Linked DNA regions of Mus musculus: regions 2, 3, 4 and 5 are each linked to region 1. A link is a contact called in public promoter capture Hi-C data. All regions are on one chromosome and are shown on one strand. The core of a region is the stretch at or near the end of the contact, and the rest is flanking DNA. Distances in the headings are between cores, read along the strand shown. Region 1 holds the start of Parp16 (poly (ADP-ribose) polymerase family, member 16). Region 2 holds the start of Csnk1g1 (casein kinase 1, gamma 1). Region 3 holds the start of Zfp609 (zinc finger protein 609). Region 4 holds the start of Uchl4 (ubiquitin carboxyl-terminal esterase L4). Region 5 holds the start of Ppib (peptidylprolyl isomerase B).

Region 1 (2,700 bases), core at 135-2,634:
GGTGCTGGAGGGGTTTTATTTGAGGTCATAGGCTCTCAGACATTTTGGTGATTCCAAATCAGCCCAGGCCTTACAACAACCATTACCATTTGGACTCCTGGGGGTGGTTTGCATCATTGTTTGGCCTGGGAAGCTCTCTAGGGTCTGAGAATATAGTTCTGCCTGTCTTCCCTCCCGAAGTCTGAGGAGCACAGGGCCAGGTCCCATTCGGATGCCCAAGAAGGGGGTGATTTCTCAGAGAGCAGAGCCAGTGTGTGTGTATGTTTATTTATCTAATTAATGGTTGTTTTTGTTTTTGTTTTTGTAAAGTTTTGTTTTGGGGTTTGTTTTTGTTTTTTTTGAGACAGGGTTTCTCTGTGTAGCCCTTGCTGTCCTGGGATTTGATCTGTAGACCAGGCTGGACTTGAACTCAGAGATATGCCTGCCTTTGCTTCTGGTGTGCTGGGACTAAAGGCGTGAGCCACCACCTCTCAGCACGTGTGGGGTCTTTAAAGGGGACTTTTAGTCTAACAATTCAGCACTGGTCTTAGATTTCTATGTGACCAGAAGGCCAAGTGCTTTTTTTCTAGTGAGGTCTTGAAGAAGAAGAGGTAAAGGGAATCTGTTCTTACATTTTTTATTTTATTTTATTTATTTATTTTGGTTTTTCAAGACAGGGTTTCTCTGTATAGTCCTGGCTGTCCTGGAACTCACTTTGTAGACCAGGCTGGCCTCGAACTCAGAAATCCTCCTGCCTTTATTTTAATTTTTTAATGTATTTATTTTATGTATGTGAGTACACTGTAGCTGTACAGATGGTTGTGAGCCTTCATGTGGCTGTTGGGAATTGAATTTTTATTTAGGACCACTGCTTGCTCTGGTCAACCCTGCTCGCTCAGTCCCTGCTTGTTCCGGCCCAAAGATTTATTTATTATACATAAGTGCACTGTAGCTGTCTTCAAACGAATTAGAAGAGGGAGTCAGATCTCATTACCAGTGGTTGTGAACCACCATGTGGTTGCTGGGATTTGAACTCAGGACATTCAGAAGAGCAGTCAGTGCTCTTACCCGCTGAGCCATCTCACCAGCCCTACATTTATTTATTTTGTGTATACGTTCACATGTGGGCACACTTGAGCCTTGGTGCAGGTGTGGAAGTCATAGGACAAATTGCTAGAGTCACTTAGCTCCTAACATATGGGATCCTGGGATAGAACTCAGGTCGTGAGGACGGACAGCAAGTGCCTTTACTCGACCAGTTGCTGAGTCATCTTGGGGTCCGGTCTTTTCCCTTCGGCAGGGTTAGGTCATTGTTCTCCCAGTGCCTGTTTTCCCGACTTCCTGTTAGAGGCCTTCGAAGGAGGAGGATCCTGGGAAATCTGAGGTCAGACATTTGAGCAATTCAGAGAATTGCGGAGGCTGTAAGGTAGAGAGGAAGGTCTTTGGGTCGGCTACAGTGTCTTGAGAAAGTATTGTGTCACTCCGACCTTCAGTTTTCCCTGGGTATCAAGTGGCTTCTTGTGTGCAACGTGTCAGCTCCAGAGGAAACCGATTTATTCAACAGGTGGCAATTCCCAAGGTGAGCGAGGCTGGCTCAACCCGTGGAGCCAGGACAAAGACAATTCCCCGGGGCGGGTCCCGGGGCGGTTTCCACTTGGGGCGGTGGCGAGGATGACTAGCAGCCGCATTGGGCACCTTTGCCCAGCACCCGGGGCAGCTGGGATCCTCCGGGACCTGTGGGCGGGCGCGAGCTGAGCAAGGGCGCGGGAAGGGGCGGGCCTGGGCCGGGTGGGCGGAGCGGCGTGAGAGCGGCGGGCGGGGAGGTAGGCGGTGGCTGCTGGCAGTGTGGGGCGGCCAGGACTGATCGGCCGGGTCCCCGGGGTACTACCCACGCCGGGTGCAATAGCGACAACTCCATACCGGGGACTCCGGGACTGGCGGGACCCGAGAGGCGACTCTCCCAGATCCCGTGTTTCCCCGCACTGAGCGACCGTGCCCAGTGTCCTGCAGAGGACGCTCGCCGGCGCGTTCTCACCAATGTCAATTTGTCACCCCTTTGCCTAGCTCCACCCCCCGGGCTGGAAAACCTGGCAGCAGACGGTCTACGGTCCCCCGGGCCCAGGCCCCGCGCTGCCCCTCCTTGTCTCCTCCCGGCCACGCGCTACGAGCCCGGGATGCAGCTCTCCAACAGGGCAGCAGCCAGGGAGGCAGCGAGCCGCGACGTGCTGGCTGCGGACCTCCGCTGCAGCCTCTTCGCCTCGGCGCTGCAGAGCTACAAGCGGGACTCGGTGCTGCGGCCCTTCCCCGCCTCCTACGCCCGCCACGACTGTAAGGACTTCGAGGCCCTGGTGAGTCCGTCCTGATCCACCGTTGCTCGCTGCATCCTGGGCCAAGTGGCCCTGTGGAACGGCAGGCAGGAGCAGCTCCACCCGTGTTAGAAAACACGCCAATTCCCTGGACTTCCCACCCAGCCTGGCCTTGGGGAAGGTTCCCATCAGCAAGAACACTCCTAAACACCCTCGTGCAGACACACTGCCAGGTCATTCGGTGGCTGCTTCCTTTTGTCAGTGACTTAATCCCAGGAGTGATGGAATAGCTACATAGTCCTCCACAAAACGCTCTAGTGTGGCCCTAAAGGGGCGTTGATCTGAACCAGCTGTTCTGCCTAGATAAGAAGTTGTCCCTCCCTCTGCAACTAGTTAGACTTTGCCCTTCAGATGA
Region 2 (2,700 bases), core at 169-2,668, 690 kb after region 1:
GTAGATGAGAAAAATTCAGAAGTTAAAGTTAAAATAGGAAAGCCGGTCCATCCCGGTAGTGAACGCTTTAAATCCCAGCACCTGGGAGAAGAGGAAGGTGGGTCTCTGAATTCAGGGCCAGCCTGGTCTACATAGACATTACCTGATCAGTCATCCAGGGCTTCAAAGTGAGATTCAGACTCAAAAAATAATACAGTCAAGTGATGGTTTTATCCCCCACCCCAGGTTTCTCTAAAAATATAATTACTATAATTATAGGGGTCGTTACAGGGGGTTATTTTGTTGGCTTTGGTCTCCACCATAGTTTTCCAGTTTTTTCAAAGAGTGAACTTATGCCTCGGGTATGTTAGGTAAAATGTTTTAAAACTGGGACTGACCATGTAGTCTAGGCCTTGGAGTTACTATCCTCGCTTTTCCTCTGGAGTCTAAGCATTACAGGTCTGCTTGTCATGTCCAGTAAATGAGTCTCCTTGCCTCCCTTCCTTTCTTCGATGCCTGGGAATCGAACTAAAGACCTTGGGCATGCCAGGCAAGTTTTGTATCACAGACCTAAATCCCCAGCCTAAATGAGGGTTTTTATGGACACCTTTCTTAGTCACCGTATAGGTATGTTGGTTTATTCTGATGGGAGGCTTAGTTGTCTTCCTACTCAAGCGAGATTACCGGCATTCTTTGTCTCCCCCAACTCCCCCGTTTTATGGAATAACAATAATAATATTACTCTGGTCAATTTTCATAGACTCAAATATAGCTAGGTTATTTCCAGGTCACACATAAAAACGTTAAATCCTTAAAAAAAAAAAAAAAAAGAAAAAAGAAAAGACAAGGTAAGACAAAACTTTCTTACCCACTTCACTGTTCGACTTCTGGAGCCGGTTCAGAACGAAATGCATGCAAAAGTCTGGTTGAAACGACAGGAAATCCACCAGAGGGAGATGCTTGCTAGACAGTGAGAAAGAAGCTCCCGCAAGGGGCCTGGAGAGGAGCTTTGGGAGGAGCTGCCGAGATGGCCCAGGATTCCAGGAGGTGTGTGTAGTTTGGAGCTGGTGTCAGAGACCAACTGATGGAAGCAGCTACGTTGGGCCTACTACCTGCTGCAGCGAAGGGTTTACCTGGCCTAACATTGTAAACTAAAGGCCTAAAAACATTTCCAAATGAGAAAACGAAGCTCCCAACCCACTTACCAACAGTCCCCGAAGAAATGGGGGGGGAAGGGGGGTATTTAAAGGCACTTCCGCTTAGCAACCCCACGCTGTTGCTAAGGAGGGGCCGCAGCATTAACGACCCGGAAGTGGTGGTCTGAATTTCACAGCGACGACAGGGGTTTGTCCTATCAGAAGAACGAGGATGCTCTGCGGCTCCAGGAGGTGGGTGGGACCTGCATTAGTACTTCCGGCTTGGCTCGGCCGCCCCTCAACTGGTCTTCCCCCTCCCCTCCGCCTCCTCCGCTCCCTCCGCTCCCTCCCGCTCCTGGGAAAGCAAAGCTGCGGCTTAAGGGGTGGTTGAGAGAAGCAGTAGGCGCCTCGGGGAGGGGACCGCGCCCGCCCCCTTGGAACACTGGAGCACCGCTGATTTAGGTAGGTACTCTGGCTTCGACTGGGTCTGGGAGACTGGAGTCTGAGATGTGTGTGTGTGTGTACGTGTGTGTGTGGGGGGGGTGGGGTGGGGGCTTTAGGAGCCCTTCGCTGGGGCGGGGCAGTGGACTCGGGAATCCCGGGTGGGGCGCGGGCCTGTCCGTGGAGGGTTGCGGGGGCGGGACAGAGGGACCAGGGTCCCTGCGTGCAAAGAGTTGCGGGTTGCGGGTTAGACCCGGTCGCAGGAGGCGCCCTTTCTGAAGCAGGGACTTCGGCCAATGCAGACCGGGAGTTTCCCACCTGGAGTGCCAGCTCCGAAAAGAAGGGGGAGCATCATCCAGGGCCGAAATCAAGGGTATAGACTTGGAGAGGTGACTGTGGTCATCCTGTGCTTCACATTGTCCGCGTCCCGGACTCTCTGTTGGGACAGAGCCGGGCTTCGAGGGCTTGTAAGGGTTTCGTGTCGGCTGGGCACCGTGGAGCCGCCCTTGGCAGAGGTAGGGCAGAAGAGTGGGTAATGAGACCTCCCTCCACCCAACTTCCGTGCGCTTCCCCCGCTTCTTCCTTTATTGCTCTCTCGGCAGGGCGCCCTATAGGAGCGTTGTCCCCTAAGTGGGTACGCATCACGTCGTAAAACAAGAGTGTGAAACTGGGTTTGTTGCCCCCGGATGATTTTTCGGATATTTGCAAAGTGCCAGAATGGCATATTCTAGCAGTCTCCCAGACCGATATGAGTCTGGTATGAATTTTCTTAGAAAATGCAATACTGGAAGGCATCTGACTATATTCAAACGTAGCCTTGTAAATGAGCATGCTTTAAAAAAACCACTAGGAAATCCATATTTAGAGGTCTAGATGAGACATGTTTAGGCAAGCCTTTTTCAACCTCTTTCTCACCTGCCAGTAATCCTTTTGTGGTTTAAACGAATTAGAAATGCTATCTTCATTTTGTTTAAGTGACTGAATTGTAGGAAGTATAGTATATGTCTTAGAAGAACTAGTGAACATTTAGAGAGACAAGGGACAAGAGTCCCTTTCCAATGATTGAACTCTCTCTTAATCTTTTAAGGAGATAATTATGTTCAAGTGGAAGTATTGGCTTTGAGAAAGATAATTCTGGGAATGA
Region 3 (2,700 bases), core at 180-2,679, 610 kb after region 1:
GCCAGTGAGCCCTGCATTGTTCCTCACTCAAAAAGAAGAGCCTTTCTGTCTGGCCTCTTCCAATGGCAAGCCCCAGTCTGGAAAAGGAAGAAAATGGCACTGAGGAGCCTGGGAGATGGAGCATATCCAAAGCTCTCAGACAAGACTTGAACCTATGACCTTCACTGTGTACACAATAGGCGAGTGAGAGGGACCGGTTTATCTCTGCTGCAACAGTTCTCAGCCCTGGGGTAGCACTCCCGATAAAATGACACGACTATTGTGTGGCAGCAGAACAGTCATCTCTCACAACAGCCTAAACCAGCACTCCCTCCCCCAAGACAAAGCAGCAGGGGTGAAATTAACTCAAGGCTGCAGAGCAAAGCCTAATACAGAAAAGAGAGGCCTGTGGGGGCTTAGGGACTCTCCTCAACCCCTGGGGCTCTGGACACATGGCTGGAAACAGACAGGCTTTCTCCCCCATCTTTCCCACTCTCATTTAGGTAGGAAGCGGTTTCTGAGAGAATTTAATCATCTGTGATTTGTTCAGAAATATTCCCCCTGAAGGGCTCTGCTCTCTCCACCCTGTGTGAGCCTAATTCCTAGAAGCCGAAATGACTGTTTGCCGCTGCCTGTTTCACAAACACACATTAATTGGTCAGATGTGTCTCCTCCTCCTCAGCCCCAGAGGGAGGAAGGAGAATCTGAACCAAGCAGAGAGATGATCCAACCGTAATTACACATAAAGGGAAAAGAGGGCAGCATGGGGTTTCCAAACAGGACAGGGTCTCAAACCCTCCCGGGGATACAGGGACAGCAGTTTAAAGTCCAGGCCTAGGGATCCCTCCATCTTGAAGAAAAGGACAGGAGTAAAATGTGACCTAAGACTGGAAAGGCGCACACACCCACAACCTACTGCCTGCACGCTCCCAGCCACCTTGCTCTCCTTTCCCGGGTCGCGCACACGTCCTGCTTTCAACCCTCCGCTCCCGACGCTCCCCTGAGTCCCTAACGAGCCCCAGTCGCCCCGGGGCTCCCTCGGCAGAGCCTCCGAAAACTCTCTGGCCTGCCCCTACCACCTGGCCAAATCAGAGACTATCCCGGGCACCGCCACCCTCAGCCCGAACCGCCCGGGCCATGCTTTGAACTTCACCTCAGGCCCCCTCCCCCACCCACGCAACGACCCCGCTTTCCCCGCACACACCTTCCCCTCGCTCCGCCCCGGCCCCCCCAACCCCCACTTCCTCCGCCGGGCGCCGCTGCTCCGGCGCCCTCCGCGCCCCTCGGCGCCGGGCCTCCCCCAGAGTCGCCTCCCCCTCCCAGCCCCGGCTCCACACAAAGCTTAGACTCACCGCGCGGCCGGTCCCGGGAGCCGCCACCTCCGCCCGCCCGGGGCCCCGGGCCGCAGAGCCACCACTGCTACGCGTCCCGGGCCGCCATCTGGGCCGCGGCCCCTCCCCCTCCCCGCCCCGGCTCTCCGCCCCTCCCCGCGCCGCTCCGCCCCGCCTGGCCGGGGCCGCTGTGTCCGGGGCTGCGGGTCCCTCAGCTGCCGCCGCCGCCGCCGCCGCCGCCGCCACCGCCGCCGCCGCCGCCGCGATCCGGGACAACCAGGGCAGCCTGGAAGACCTGGACACTGGATTCTCGTGCTCTCGGATCCGGATTCCGTGCGCTATGGAGTCTGGAGCGGGCGAGTGCACGAGGAAACCCGGAACCTGGATGCAGGAGCTAAGTCCTGGGTCTCTAAATGCGCGGTAGCTGCGAGCCCTGAGAAAAGAATGCTGGAAAACCTGGCGGGCGGGTCGAAACTAAGATAAGCTCAGAAGACCGGGCTGGACAGTTTGAACCCAATGCTCTCTCCTCGTGCAGATTCCTGGCTGGATAAGACTTCTCACCGAAAAGTCTCTGGAGAAGCGTTAGCTCTTAAATACAGATGTTTTCTATCGTGGAAAGAGGAAAGATCATGGGATCTGAACATGAACCTTTCTACAAAGAACAGAAGACAAGTGCACAGCTCTTAACTGTCTCATCCATTTTGCCGCTTAGTTCGGCAAACTATTTTAAGTAAAGAATTTAGGGTGGGGGTTGGGGGGGACAGGACACGTGTCGTGGCGCACGTTTGCAGGTCAGCCGACAATTTGCAGGAGTCGTTCCCTCCACCATTTGGTTTTAGGGATCAAACTTAGATCCTTAGGCTTAGCAGCGCGCATCTTTACCCACTGAGCCATCTCACTGGCCCTCAAACTCCTTTTTTATTCAATGTCTTCAGTTTTTCTTTGATTATCGTTTGTTTTCCTCTAGAGTACCTGTGTCCCTTTCCACCTCAACATCCAGTATCACTAAATCTTACTGCTTTTTAACCTTGAGCCCGTTTCTGCACTCCATCTCACCATTCTGTCACTATAGATTGTGACTTTTAAATCTGTTACCTATCTTAAGGTTGCCCAGCACACCATCTACACAGCAGACATTCTGTTCTTGTGAAATTGAGCCCTCCCACCAGTTGCTTACGAAACTGCTTCATGACCTAAGACTTCCACCTCCTACCATAGCAAACCAATGTTTATCCAATTCTCAAGAACCCCCATCATGCCCTTCCTGTGTCTGAGACCATTTTATTCAGCTATGCAGTTACCTTTATTCTCTTATCCTAAGGGCACTCTTCACTGGTGCCATTCACAGTAGCATGTGACTTAGAGATCGAGTGAGTCATAACTTTGCTAT
Region 4 (2,700 bases), core at 176-2,675, 980 kb before region 1:
TGGACAGCAAATAACAGGCAGCTGCGAGCATTTGAGGCACACAAACCTCTGTCATCTGAACTGTTTGGAAGACAGATGGTTAGCAGCTGCAAGTTCAATTACAAAGTGCCTGGAAGGAAGGCAAAGAAGGAAGCAAAGGGATCCAAGGGCCGCTTCATATATTAAGCGTGGAATTCCTTTCCAACAAACATCTTTTATTTCCTTGGGGGAAGCCAACTCGGATATACCCTTTGAACTTGAGAGAAAAGCTTCAGAAGAAAGAATCTAGCAACAGAGAGACGGAGTGAAGCTGGAGGCACAGAAAAAAAAAAATCACTACTTCTAAATTCTACGGTTTGTGTTTTAAGGAAAGACAGAGGGCACGGGAGACTCCACTGTGCAGCCAGGCTAAGAGCCTGGATCAACTGTGTTCTTTGGTTGAATGAGTTGCCTCTTTTCTCATCCTTCATTTTGTCCTTTGCAAAGCAAAAGGGCAAGAATTAACTAAAGGACAAGATGGTTGACTTCTAGACCAGTACTCACAGACATTATACAATGACAGAAATAGTCTACATGTATGCTGCCCAAAACAGTTGCCACAGTGGCCAATAAGGCTTTTAAAGGTAACTAGTATGGCTGAGAAACTGGTATTTAAACTGTACTGAATTTTAGTTAATTTAGATATAAATAGCTATATGTGGGTAATGTCTAGTTTAGAAAAGTACAACACTACAAAATCCTCCTGCATTTTACACAGTGGGGTGGGGAATGATGTTAGCCGAGGCCTGACCTAGGCTCTAACCTAGATCCACAGCTTACCAGTTATACAACCCTATGAAACTACTAAGCTTCCCTGAGCTTCACATCGCCAACTGGTACAATGGACTCTGGTAACCGTTCTTGTAGAATATCCGTGACTACAGAGACCAGAAAGCCCTCAGTGAATGCCAGCTGTTTCTCCAGTTCCTCTTTAGTCTTTGGACTCCATCCTACTAGTCTTCTTGCACACATCCATTTTTATTACCTTGAAGACTAAAGCAAGCCTTAGTCCCCATGGGCAGCCCTGTCTATCAGGAAAGCAACTTGCCCAGGAGTTGTCTCAGGTCCCCAGCAGTGGGCAAGCCTCTGGTGATGGAAGGGTCGGTGCCTCCGGAACCACTGATTTCCGCTCACCCTCCATCCCCTCTGCCTCACATGATCACCAGCAATTTACACTCCTCCTGTGACTGGAGAGCAAGCTGAAACATAACTCACCAAAACACCTGTCACTTGTTTCTGGTACTTTTCCAACTCTTTCCCCTTATCTTTCCCTGCTAAAGATGGTAAGGCTTTTTAATATGAAAATGGCTTAGATTTTTTTTTTTAATTACCACACTCAGAAATAGGGATGCAACAAATTCCATTTATGGTTAACCCAGGAGTTATTTAGTTACCAATATTAAACAAGGCAAGGTCAGAGCTGGAGAGAGGCCGACGGAGCAGTCATGGAGGGTCAACGCTGGCTGCCACTGGAGGCCAACCCTGAGGTCACCAACCAGTTTCTCAAGCAATTAGGCCTGCATCCTAACTGGCAGTTTGTTGATGTGTACGGGATGGAGTCTGAACTTCTTAGCATCATACCAAGACCAGTGTGCGCAGTGTTACTCCTCTTCCCTATCACAGAAAAGTATGAAGTCTTCAGAACAGAAGAGGAAGAAAAGATAAAATCTCAAGGACAAGATGTGACATCATCAGTATATTTTATGAAACAAACCATCAGCAATGCCTGTGGAACGATTGGAACGATTGGACTAATCCATGCCATTGCAAACAACAAAGACAAGGTGCACTTTGAATCAGGGTCAACATTGAAAAAGTTCCTGGAGGAGTCTGTATCAATGAGCCCTGAAGAGAGAGCCAAATACCTGGAGAACTATGACGCTATTCGAGTTACTCATGAAACCAGTGCACATGAAGGTCAGACTGAGGCACCAAGTATAGATGAAAAAGTAGATCTTCATTTTATTGCGTTAGTACATGTAGATGGGCATCTCTATGAATTAGATGGATGGAAACCATTTCCAATTAACCATGGGAAAACTAGCGATGAGACGTTGTTAGAGGATGTCATAAAAGTTTGCAAGAAGTTCATGGAACGTGACCCTGATGAGTTAAGATTTAATGCAATTGCTCTCTCGGCAGCATAGCATCTTGACAGAAACACCAAATACTGTATTATTTGCAACAAAAGTTAAATTTCTGATGCCATAACTAACTCAAAATTTTTAATATTTTCATTAACTTGACTAATTAAACTTTATGTGGAAACAAACAAACAAACAAACAAGGCAAAAGAAACTGTTGTAGAAGGAATGTTCTAGTACAAGAATAGCCCAGCAGTGGTGGTGTATACCTTTAATCCCAGTACTCAGGAGACAGAGGCAGGTGGCTCTCCAAGTTCTAGACTAGCCTGGTCTACAAAGCAAGTTCCAGGACAGCCAGCGCTGCATAGAGAAATCCTATCTCGAAAAACAAAAAATAAACAACAACAACAAACAAACAAAAAAGAATAATAATCTGCCAAAGTCTCTATGTTAATATACTATGATACGAAGCCCGGTCTTTCCTGAAACGTAGGCCTCGCCGTCCTTGGGGAAAGCAGCTTTCCTTGCCTTCAATGACTACATTTTTTAGTTTTACTTTTGTTACATTTATGTGTCTGTGGGTACACATGTGCCACTG
Region 5 (2,700 bases), core at 20-2,519, 850 kb after region 1:
TGCGAAGAAAAGAAATTTAACACCAGGAGCCGGTAGGATAACTCAGGTTCAGTAAAGTTGCCTGCTGCCTCTGAGCCAAAGGACATGGGTTCAACCCTCAGAGTCCCTGTGATGTAAGGAGAGAATAAACTCCCTCCACATGCAGGTAACTACGTGTCTACCCACTCACATGCAATGAGACATTGTAAAAAGGAAAAGATAAATACCAAAGTATCCAACAGAATGCATCCTTTCATAGGCGCACACAGCAGTTAAGCACAGGATTCCAAGACAAAGATGAGTAGTAAATTAGTAAAAACTAAAAATGGAAGCAGTGTGTGTGTGTGTGTGTGTGTGTGTGTGTAATGCATGCACATTATGTGTAGAGCTCTTATCATTCTGGGCCTTCATTTTGAGACAGGATCTCTACCTCAATCAAAGAACTAGTCTGGAAGCAAGCAAGGCTACCAGACCCGCCTATGTCCAGCACCACTACAGCACTAGGATTAGAGTCATAAAGTATGGCCATGATCTGCTTTTAGAGCTGGGTCCAAATTCAGGTCCTCATGATTGTGGAGCAAGAACCTTAACACTGAGCCATCTCTTCACCCCTCGACTCCACCCCTTTTTTGTTCTCGGGCATAGGTGTTACTATATTATGCTTAATAGCCAGAAACTAACTACATAGAAGCCGCCTTAAACTCACAGAAATCTTTCTGCTTCTTCCTCCAAGGTGCTGGGATTAAAGAGACGTGCAACCATGACTGGTCGTGTTCGTTTTAAGACAAGGTCTCACTCTAGTCCAAAAAGAACTAGTAGTCACTCTGTAGCCCAGGCTGGCCTTGAACTTTTTACCATCCTACTTCACCCTGCCCAGTGCTGGGATGACGGGTGTGAGCCACTACGCCCGGTCCCCAAGCAAGGCATTATAGAAGATATAGAAGGCTATGCTGTAACGCTCAACCGCTAAATTCAACCCCTAGTACTAAGGTTAAGTGTGTCCAGTCTTCTGAAGACCACCTCCAAATTTGGCAGCGACTGGTCTTTGCACGCCGTGACAAAAGTCTGAAAGTTGGATGGGCAGGTGGGGTCGCAAGGCACGCTGGGGTGCGTAGTCTCTCTTTCTGATACCAATCCCAACGCTGCCTTTGCGCACCGCCTTGACATACCCAATCAGAGGGCTGTAACGTGGCAGCCACCCGCAGCCCCGCCCCCGGCAGCGCCTACCACTCGGCGTCGCTGCGCAGGGAGAACGTGGCGCGCTCCTGGCGCTACGAGACCGCCCGCGGCCCCGGGTCCACCCCACGCCTGGGCGGCCACGCGCACGCTGCGCGTCCACACCCTTTTCCGGTCCGGGCTGCCCGACCGCTCTTGCTGCTGCCGGTGGATGCTGCGCCTCTCGGAGCGCAATATGAAGGTGCTCTTCGCCGCCGCCCTCATCGTGGGCTCCGTCGTCTTCCTTTTGCTGCCCGGACCCTCCGTGGCCAACGATAAGAAGAAGGGACCTAAAGTCACAGTCAAGGTCTGGGCTCCCCTCACCAGCGAGGCCTGCCTTCCGCCGCCTTAGGTCCGGCTCAAGCCGGAGCGGGTCTGGCCCAGTAGTTCCGACCTGAGCGTCCTTGTTCTTGTTCAGTTCTTCCTTGGGTCGACTTTGATCTCTTGAAGCCAGGCTCGCCCTATCTACTCAGACTAGAGAATAACCCAGACTCCCCCAGCCCCCCGCCCTGACCCAGGATGCCCAGCTTCGGCCAGCACGGACATCCTTAGGACGGTCCCTTTGCACATCCCCTGCATTGCTGGGAAATGGTGATGGATCAGAATTGCCGAATCTTTTACTATGGTCTCTCCAGTTTAGTGTGTTTTGTAGCACACACAGTAAATATAGTTAAACTTGCAAGCACAGTGTATCTCCCTGTGTATGTCCCCCTTTTAATGTATGTTTCTATAATCTGGAATCATTTAAAGAGCACAGATTGCTATTCTATAGTCTTGAGAACGAAAACTTTTAAAAAATGTTACATTATTTACTTAGTAGGGAGAGGGACTCGGGTACCACAGTGCAACCGTAGAGGTCAGAGGACAGTTTGCAGGAGTCCATTCACGTTGGTCTCTGGTCTTCAGGCTTGGCCGCAACCGAATTTTCCTCTAAGCCATAAGGCAGTCTGTAATCCTTTCTTGGGGTGGACCCAAGTGCTGTGGCATATATTACTCCCAGCTACTTGAGGGAGACTACAATTTAGCAAGATTAATTACTGGGGTTATTAGCTCAGTGGTGGACGGCTTATCTGCAGTGGCCCACCATTTCGTACTCCCTAGTACTGGGGTTGGAGACTACTAGAGCTTTCATAAGTGTACAGATGGTTGTAGCCACCATCTAGGTGCTGAGAACAGAAGCTCTAGGGTCTGGGAAAGCAGCAGATGCTCTTAACAGCTGCTGTTTCTCCAGCCTGTTTGTTGGATTTGTACAAAGGTTTTGCCCTACTCAGCCACAGCTTTAGGCTTTGTTCTCACTCATGGGGTAACTCCTCAGGCCCTCCTCTACCAAGGCCCCTGTGAAGGCTAAGCTTGGACTTGTTCACTTTCCTTAGGTATACTTTGATTTACAAATTGGAGATGAATCTGTAGGACGAGTCGTCTTTGGACTCTTTGGAAAGACTGTTCCAAAAACAGTGGATAATTTTGTAGCCTTAGCTACAGGAGAGGTAAGTGGCTAACCCCACA

Evidence for each region. Promoter capture Hi-C pulls out the DNA fragments that hold promoters and counts their contacts.
Region 2: a contact with region 1 is called in a promoter capture Hi-C map of erythroid cells, with 2.7 times the contacts expected there. The contact joins the promoter of Csnk1g1 here to the promoter of Parp16 in region 1. A contact is called at or near these places in 1 of 39 promoter capture datasets (erythroid cells), 1 of 115 datasets of contacts at active chromatin or transcription factors (microglia) and 1 of 9 other capture datasets (adipose tissue).
Region 3: a contact with region 1 is called in a promoter capture Hi-C map of erythroid cells, with 33 times the contacts expected there. The contact joins the promoter of Zfp609 here to the promoter of Parp16 in region 1. A contact is called at or near these places in 1 of 39 promoter capture datasets (erythroid cells), 2 of 484 Hi-C or Micro-C datasets (embryonic stem cells and regulatory T cells) and 2 of 115 datasets of contacts at active chromatin or transcription factors (astrocytes and trophoblast stem cells).
Region 4: a promoter capture Hi-C map of pre-B cells shows a contact between it and region 1. The contact joins the promoter of Uchl4 here to the promoter of Parp16 in region 1. A contact is called at or near these places in 4 of 39 promoter capture datasets (cranial neural crest, liver, pre-B cells and 1 more), 1 of 115 datasets of contacts at active chromatin or transcription factors (bone marrow-derived macrophages) and 1 of 9 other capture datasets (embryonic stem cells).
Region 5: a promoter capture Hi-C map of erythroid cells shows a contact between it and region 1, with 9 times the contacts expected there. The contact joins the promoter of Ppib here to the promoter of Parp16 in region 1. A contact is called at or near these places in 4 of 39 promoter capture datasets (erythroid cells, liver and pre-B cells) and 2 of 115 datasets of contacts at active chromatin or transcription factors (memory CD8 T cells and pancreatic cancer cells).

Annotation. Positions count from the first base shown.
Region 1 is chr9:65,213,306-65,216,005 of GRCm38.p6, forward strand. Parp16 (poly (ADP-ribose) polymerase family, member 16) reads left to right here and starts at 1,385. Exons shown (of 7, transcript NM_177460.4): 1 at 1,385-1,558; 2 at 2,044-2,327. The coding sequence starts at 2,154.
Region 2 is chr9:65,907,592-65,910,291 of GRCm38.p6, forward strand. Csnk1g1 (casein kinase 1, gamma 1) reads left to right here and starts at 1,419. Exons shown (of 14, transcript NM_173185.2): 1 at 1,419-1,577. It overlaps Trip4 (thyroid hormone receptor interactor 4), which reads right to left and starts at 1,203. Exons shown (of 14, transcript NM_001357872.1): 1 at 848-1,203.
Region 3 is chr9:65,826,135-65,828,834 of GRCm38.p6, forward strand. It overlaps Zfp609 (zinc finger protein 609), which reads right to left and starts at 1,430. Exons shown (of 10, transcript NM_172536.3): 1 at 1,332-1,430.
Region 4 is chr9:64,233,776-64,236,475 of GRCm38.p6, forward strand. Uchl4 (ubiquitin carboxyl-terminal esterase L4) reads left to right here and starts at 1,426. Exons shown (of 1, transcript NM_033607.1): 1 at 1,426-2,587. The coding sequence starts at 1,464. The coding sequence ends at 2,165. All of the region lies in intron 1 of Map2k1 (mitogen-activated protein kinase kinase 1), which reads right to left.
Region 5 is chr9:66,058,900-66,061,599 of GRCm38.p6, forward strand. Ppib (peptidylprolyl isomerase B) reads left to right here and starts at 1,270. Exons shown (of 5, transcript NM_011149.2): 1 at 1,270-1,501; 2 at 2,568-2,681. The coding sequence starts at 1,367.